Regions from separate parts of the Salvelinus alpinus genome. Here region 2 is linked to region 1. The links are chromatin contacts, called in public Hi-C maps. All regions are on one chromosome and are shown on one strand. Each heading gives the region's core, a stretch centred on a gene start, on an enhancer-like site or on the middle of the called end of the contact. The rest is flanking DNA. Distances are from core to core; before and after follow the strand shown.

Region 1 (4,258 bases), core at 904-3,403:
AGCTGTTTGAGTCTGGAGTTCGGGGTGAGCTACTCTCACTTTTCACTCTTTCCGTGGCTTTGTTCCAAGTTCATAGGTGGAGGCCTATGTGGAATATGGATGACGATGATGTTCGTCATCAAAACCTGTTTGGCATGTTTTGATACTTAAAGAGTCCCTGGGCTAATTTTGAATCCTACGTAAATGTTGGTCACAACTATTTCAACTACGTAACATTTCAGGGACGAGTGAGACTTGGGCTTACATGCCTCGGTAGGTATGAACGGCAGTAACCAGATGTCGTAGATTTCTATAGCTTTGGAAGTCCAGACATATGCTGTGTTTTGCACAATCATGTGACATGTACATTTTATATCTGATCTTATCTAGAAATGAGAAATACACAAAAAATGTAATAAAATTGTCTGATGATGGCATTGGAACATCTCACATGAAAAGAAAAGGGGACATTTTGAGTTCAATGGAAAAGCATTAAAGCGGCAATTTGGTAAAAATACAGGCATGTCACATGATTGCACAAAACACAGGGCCCTAGTTATGGAATGTTATGGAACGTTTCCTTGTAATGTAATTCCATGTAATGTTATGGAACAGACCACCACCACTTGATGGTCTTCTGACACACTTATCAAGACAGAACTGTCTGTTCCAAACCATAGTTCACTTCAGCTATCTAATTCAGATATGAACAAAAATGAACGCCAACACGCACCTCTCCACTCTCTCATTCAGGGGAACCCTCTGCAATCAAACAACTCTACCAGGTGATTGACAGCTGGCCTACAGGACCCTTAACTCGAAGTAGCATTGATCCATTGATTACACAACTGAGTGCTTACATGGACAGACTAAAAACGGTCTATACTGGCATATCTTAGCTATTACTGGCCATTACTAGGAACCAAATGATGATCATCTTGGCAACATTTAGCTACAAGCATGTTGTAGCAGTTAAATGGTTAGACAGGTATCACAAATCACATTTTAGGATCTCGTCCCTGGTAGAGATGCCTTCCTGAAAGGAGGCGGATGCTAGTAGCAGCAACAAGCTAGTTAGCGACAGGTTCTAGTTGACGTTGGCTAGAAACATTGAAATCTTAGGTAACGTTAGCTAACGCATTTTATCAAATTCCGGGAGTGTTTCTAAAGTCAATCTGCCATCGACATATCATGATAACTTGATATAAAACACGACCATGCAAGTTAAATGAACGATACAGATGTTAACTAGGCTAGCCTTGCTAACGGACTAACCCAGTTTTTAGTCGGCTTTTTTCCTGGACGAACCAAGGAAACGCAAACAGAATGGCCTAGCTAGACACTTTTCATCAAATTGATGCAGGCAGATCAGACGGAGAACCATACCTTTTATACAGATCCGGTTGGAAATCCAGACGAAGGTAAATAAATATTAGACTGTAATAAATCGGATCAGCATTTAGGTGATAAATACCGATGCGCAAACAGAATGAGAGAGCGAAGAATCTGTGGGGTCAACTCCCGGCCGGTATTCCTCTACTTCAGTAGAATGACGTGTTACTACATATTCTGGCCCTCGTGTCCATGACGTAGGATACAAGCACGCACACGAGGATCATGGGAAATGAAGTCCTGAATTTATTGTAGGCCTATAATAAAGATGACGAAATGCTGTAGCCTATGGCGTTTGATCTGTAGATGGCGCTGGGTACCAAAGCATACCCATCACCCCGCATCATTTGATGGAGACACTTGGATGGAGAGAGAGAGAGAGAGAGAGAGAGAGAGAGAGAGAGAGGAGGTTCTACTAGTCACTGCAGTCACGCTCTCTCCCTCTATTCACGCGCAGTGCACTTGCCTGGCGATGCTACAGCGGTTCCTCCTCCCTTATGTATTGGACTGTACAGCTACAAGAGGCGGGAGATGCGCATCAGCAACCCGCTACCCGTCAAAGCTCTCTCCACTTCAGGACGGAAGAGACTAAATGTGGATGCATTCAGGTGCAAACTTGCATGAACTAAAAAACAGTCCATGTCGGGGTTTCGGGATGTTAGATAGCTGCACGTAGCCTTTTCTAGGGCTATATTTCACTGTTGGACGAGGGAGTCGGCGGCGTCCTCAGCTGTTGCATTTGGGGGCTGAAGTGTTCGGCGCACAGAGAGAGGTCAGGCAACTATGCGATTTGATTTCGAACGGTAATTCCGGATCAGTTTGACTTGTGCGGCTGATGCGAGCGGAGGTTGACTCTCAGTGCCCTCTGAGTTGTATTTCAAGCCTGTTGTCACCGGTATTACCGACAACGGAACCGTAGGGATGGAAAAAGCTAGTCAGCCACAGCTTTCGCTGTCCATAACAAAGAGTGAAAGTCCAGCGGAGGACATCTCAAATATACAGGACGAGGACCTTCTCAAGTGGACCAAAGAGGATTTGGTGCGGCGGCTCCGGCGGTCTGAAGCCGATAAAATGAGCGTGATACTGGACCACAGCAATCTGATCCGCGAGGTCAATCGCAGCCTCCAGCTGCACTTGAACGAGATAAGAGGGCTGAAGGTGAGGGATGGGTGCGCACGACATTTCTTAAAAAGATGAGATCATAGTTAACGTCGGGGAGGCCGCACTGGCGCACCTGGGCGCGCACAGCATGAGAGGGTGTTCGGAGTTGAGTTTGCGCGTTCTTTAAAGGGCGCCGCTGTCCACATGATGAAATGGAGGCAGGATGTATATAAGTTCATTTCATTTTACAAGATCTCTCTCCCTCTCCCTGTGCATGTATCTGTGAGCGTGCATGTACCTACTTGTGTGTGTGTGCATCTATCATCTTCCATCAGACAGCATAGTGAGAGGGCATCTGGGCTGAATGTCAAGCATCATCATTCTTCTCTCTTTCTCGCTCACTCACCTGTTGTCTTTATTCTTCATCTCCTTTGCAAAAGCTTTGGTGTGTAGGCCTGTGGCACAACCTTGGTGCTTGCTCTTGGAATATCATCAACAAACTCTACTAGGCTACAGGAGTAAACCTAGTTCTTTTGTATTTTACCTTTATTTAACTAGGCAAGTCAGTTAAGAACAAATTCTTATTTTCAATGACGGCCTAGGAACAGTGGGTTAACTGCCTTGTTCAGGGGCAGAACGACAGATATGTACCATGTCAGCTCGGGGATTCAATCTTGCAACCTTTCGGTTACTAGTCCAACACTCTAACCACTAGGCTACGCTGCCGCCCCTATTGAACCCAGAATACTCATTAAACTCCTCAAATATATGACTTCTCTCTCCCAAATCTTATTTGGCGCAGTGTAACTAGCAATAATAATCCTGGCATAATCTTATTATTTCTCCAAGCTACATAGACTTGATTTAACATCCTCCTCCAATACTCTGAGCTTCATTAAAACGAGATAGGAGCGACTGAGATGAAGCACGTGGTGATGGAGGAAGGATCCTTGGCTGCTCCAGAGAGCAGACCCAAAAGCCCAGCCCGAAGCACCATGGTACCTAATTAAAGTACACGTGCTGGAGGGTCTGAGGAGTATGTTATTATGGATAATTAGGGGAGGTGGGAGAACTTTGGACAAAGATGCCATCATGTTGCAAATGAGAGAGAGAGAGGTATGTTCTGGCCTGGTGCTTTGCTTGCCCTCCCTCCCTGGCTCCCTCTCGCAGCTCACTCACGGACTATTTGCCCTCTACCACTCTTAAATCCAAAATTTTCACATCCATATTTATGTAATGCAGAGGTTTATGAGCAGCTGGATTTCATTTTTATTTGACTCTGTCTTTGATTGACATGATATTAAAGCGAGGTTCCTCGAATAAGAGATTTCTACCTCGGTAGGACCTAGATAAGAGTGAATGAATAAAATAGCACTAAGGAACACTTCTCACCTCTCTTTCTCCACTCCACTCCTCTCATCCCCTCTCCTCTCCTCAGGACATCAACCAGAAACTACAGGAGGACAACCGGGAGCTGAGGGACCTGTGTTGCTTCCTGGATGACGACCGTCAGAAGGGAAAGCGGGTGTCCAGGGAGTGGCAGCGACTGGGGCGCTACAGTGCCTCCATCATGAGGAAGGAGGTGACGTTGTACCTTCAGAAGCTCAAGGAGCTGGAAGTGCGGCAGGACGAGGTGGTCCGGGAGAACCTGGATCTCAAAGAACTCTGTTTGTTACTCGACGAGGAGAAAGGAGGAGGTGGTGGAGGGGTGGGGGTTGGTGGAGGAGGAGGAGGGGGGGGAGGTTGTGTGGTGGGGGTGGCAGGAGGGTGTAGGAATTCTATCGAT
Region 2 (4,258 bases), core at 1,245-3,744, 150 kb after region 1:
CTGGCAACAGCTCTGGTGGACATTGCTGCAGTCAGCATGCCAATTGCACGCTCCCTCAGAACTTGAGACATCTGTGGCATTGTGTTGTGTGACAAAACTGCACATTTTAGAGTGGCCTTTTATTGTCCCCAGCACAAGGTGTAGCTGTGTAATGATCATGCTGTTTAATCAGCTTCTTAATATGCCACACCTGTCAGGTGGATGGATTATCTTGGAAAAATGTAAATGCTCACTAACAGGGATGTAAACAAATGTGTGCACAAAACTGGAGAGAAATACGTTTTTTTGTGTGTATGAATCATTTTTTCTGGGATATTTTACTTCAGCTCATGAAACATGGGACCAACACCTTATATGTTGCGTTTATATTTTTGTTCAGTATAATTCAGCTAGTCGTGGAAGACATTTCATAAAGGAAAGGATAAGAAGAGTATATTTTTAAATGTGTGCATTTTTTTCTCCTCCAAGAAAACAACAGCTGATTCAAATGGGTGGCAGATTTTAAAACACTTTTGCGGTAGCCACCAGGAGGATATTCTGTGCAGAAGACCTCTGTTCACCTACTAACGAATTGACACTATCCTCCACTACTCGACCCTGGACCACTAATCCGTTTCAAAGAGAGGAAAGAGTTCTTTCCATTTGAGAATCTCCCCTAGTTTGATTCGTTTAATACCCAGGCAACTGCTGTTAATTTATGCCCCATAGAAGTAGAACGGGTTCCAATGAGAAGACCGAATTGATAATAACAATTAATTACTAATACAATATACAAAGCACACAAGAAATAGCTTAAATTAAACTATGTTGAATGGCTCTTTGAACTGTGTTGAACTGTGTCTGATGTAAACTATAGGCTACAGGAGCAAGCACTATGCCAGGCAGATGTGGATTCTACTCTGATCCTTTAGCATCATCCACTGGAAGATAACATAAAGTGCAGGGTGGGCTTCAAATAATGTCTCCTTCGCAGTATTAGCAAAGGACCGCTAGAAAGCGCCGTTGTATAGACGTGTGATGGTGCAGTAGAAGGCTACACGCTACCACAGGGTGCCTAAGACGCAGAGGCCAAGCGCAAGTAAGCTGTCAACAGTGGCCTGTCAAAGCGCACACTGCTTACATTAAAATAGTTTAGTTTCCAAAAACTAAAACTAAAAAACTTCTGCAAGGCTGATAACATCTCCAGTTTTAGCCTGTTTTGTTTGTTTGGCTCGCCTGTAATTTAAGCTATGTTACGATGTATCAAACATTTTAATTACCATGTTTACATTGTGTGAAATATGACACTATATTACACTAACAGTGGGCCATGTGAACAGAAATATGTCTTAGATTTTTTTTTTTATCTCAGTGGGCAACGATAACTTTACGCATGTGGATTAGACTACACAAATACATTTCCTTATGAGGGAAAAGCACATAATTAACACATATAATGACCTTTTTGTTAATTAGGCTACTTATTTTATTATAGTCGACTTTTGTTCATATGGGAAATGTAGGTTAAGCTTCTAACGCAAAATAATAACGCAAGGGGCATTAAAACAAGGAAGAGAAGAACGTCATTTGTGTGAAGTAGTAGCCTATGAGTTTTCTTCAAGATGGCAAGACAACCCAAGTCCGGGAGAAACAAATACTAACAGGTTTACTGTAGCCTACAGAATATCTGTATTTTACTGTAGCCTATTTTACTTCATTGAATAGTGATAGTGTGAACTAGAATCATCTGATAGCAAAAACAATACGAATATCTATTTTCTCATGTCGACATGCTTTGAAATTAAATTCAAATATCAAAAGTGTCCACTTTGATGAAGTAACCTGCCTGTTATAGGCCTGTGATTGGTAAATTGGTGTTGACAGCCTTCGGAACACCGATGATATCACTACCAATAACCTTAAATGATTTGATAGGCCTAGTTATTTCATGATTTATTACCCTTTAAAATGGAATGTATGCCTATTATGTGACGTCGTAATATTATATCGTTAGTGCAAGATGTGGAGTGCTTTTGCGCAAGAACCAACATTAGGGTATTATTTAATGGACAAAATATGGTGGTAGGCTATGGACTGCTAAAATATGACATTCTTAAATATAGCCTATTTAATAAAGCGTATAGCCTATCGGGCTGTATCATTGTAACATACGTTTCTTTAACCCATTGGTTACCGACGGCCCGGAGATAGATGTCCACAATTAATTAAATAGGACTATTTACTTTATTATATCCAATTAAATCGATCCGTAAAGTGCACTCGCATCCTTTTCTCTCCACTATAAATTGTTGTTTTCCATGCAGTAATAGGGTAATGGTTCATATTTATTCTTAGGATCATATACAATGGTCCCATATTTTCTCCATATTTGTTGCCAAGAATCCTTCCACTTGGATGTGCTGTATCCCAAGGTTCACGTTCATTTCCAATCTCTCTCTCTCGCTCTCTCCTTCTCTATTGGCCCGGCCCCCCTGATCTCTCTGTCCATTGGCGTCTTCGGGGTCCCTTTCTTTTTTCATATACGGATCCAGTAATGACTGTCCACTGGTTTTGTTATTCTATCTCCACCTCCTACTCCCCAGCTTTGCCCTGCCCATGTGTTGTATCTCTATGTCCATCCATCGACTGACGTTCAAGTTCGTAGGAACGTCACGTCCGCACTTGAACTTGCAGCTCAGGGGGCTTTGCTCATATCCCTCTCTCTGTCTTTGCAAAAGAGTCATGAAGACTGCCGCACAGCCCGTGCCCCGCGCGTCATCGTGATGTGATCTATAATTCATTTTTTTGGATGTCAAACGCATCGATGAAGATATTTTATCTGGAGTCTATTACATTGTAGGACGCCTCTGCCAATGTGAACTAAGCTGAACGCCACCACTTACCAACATGTCTCGCCGCAAGCAAGGCAAACCCCAGCACTTGAGCAAGCGGGAGTTTTCGCGTAAGTAGAATTGAAAATTGCTTCTTCTATAATCTGGTAAACTAGAACACACACGGCCTCTTCTCAATGTATTTGGAGAATGTTTGTAGGCAACTGGACATGACGCGGACCCGTGGACATAACTTAACAGCGTGTCAAGAACGCTGTCATTGAATCGGATAACTTTCTATCGAAAAAAGTTGGACCTTGGAAAATATTGTATATTTGGTAAACAATAACGTATAAGGCTATTTTGCATGTATGTGCCGATGCTACAACACAGGCTTATTTCGCTATTAAATGACATATCGGCTGCAGTGGAGGGATACATTTGCCTATCAAGGTATCCTGTGGATATTTATATTTAGTCATATCTGTTTCTGATATGGAATACGCTACGAAAAGCAAAGTTTATCCCCAAATATGCAATTACACTTTGTTATTACTATTTGTTTGATAGCGTAGATTTTTTTTCGAGAGATGTTTTCTTTTTTGAATGGGGAGAAGGGGTGTTTACATACTCATAGCCCATACAGAAGACCTCGTGTGTGGAACCTAGCCAGCTTTGATATCGAGGGATATAGGATAGAGTTCACGATCCAAGAATACCACTGCACCTCCGTATAACCCAGTGATCCAATTACATTGTTATCGTTTACATCATGACTTAATGTGAATGGATACAATAAGCATTGGAATAATTGGAGACGTTCTATTAAATCTACTATTGGACACTCCGCTACGTTACGTTTAACGAAGAGGTTAATTTCAGAGAGGGGACACGGGAGGTTTTATGCAATAACATATTACATTTGGGCAGGCATACTGAAGTGGTGTTTTAGAGTCATTTATGAGTTATAAATGTATATTCAATAAGCTATTGCTTTTATGCTGTTTATGCCGTGGTGTATAATGGCATGATTTCAACGGTGCTCATTTCTTCTTCTTTTTACGTTACCGGGGGCTAGATCATTTGGAAACGAGTTTACATAATATGATTTTCCGTAAAAAAAAAAATGTTTTTTTTCCCACATATTCTGTAAATCGTTACAATGTTTCTACACGGTTGTTTCTCTTTTACCATTCAATTCTCGGAGGAAGCAAATTAGGTTCTCGTAACATATGCCTTCAATTGTAGTGTATTTATAGACGGCGCCGGTAGGGGGCAGAATATGATTGTGGACATACACGTCGATGAACTTGAACTTGATCTAGGCTACTTTATAGCTTTAACTACGTTGCCTGCTAGACCAAGCGCCGTTGTTCCTGGTCGTATATTTGATGTTCCTTGTTATGCCGTTGTGATATCTTATCAATAGACCTATTATAGTATTCCAA

The links. Hi-C and Micro-C count contacts between places; a contact is called where the count stands out from the background.
Region 2: a Hi-C map of red muscle shows a contact between it and region 1, with 7 times the contacts expected there. The contact joins the promoter of LOC139567911 here to the promoter of ccdc85al in region 1. A contact is called at or near these places in 2 of 3 Hi-C or Micro-C datasets (muscle and red muscle).

The regions. Positions count from the first base shown.
Region 1 is chr2:80,840,794-80,845,051 of SLU_Salpinus.1, forward strand. It overlaps ccdc85al (coiled-coil domain containing 85A, like), which reads left to right and starts at 2,154. Exons shown (of 3, transcript XM_071389514.1): 1 at 2,154-2,529; 2 at 3,911-4,258. The coding sequence starts at 2,293. sec23b (SEC23 homolog B, coat complex II component) reads right to left here and starts at 1,572. Exons shown (of 17, transcript XM_071389512.1): 1 at 1,366-1,572.
Region 2 is chr2:80,993,061-80,997,318 of SLU_Salpinus.1, forward strand. It overlaps LOC139567911 (B-cell lymphoma/leukemia 11A-like), which reads left to right and starts at 2,495. Exons shown (of 3, transcript XM_071389516.1): 1 at 2,495-2,941. The coding sequence starts at 2,887.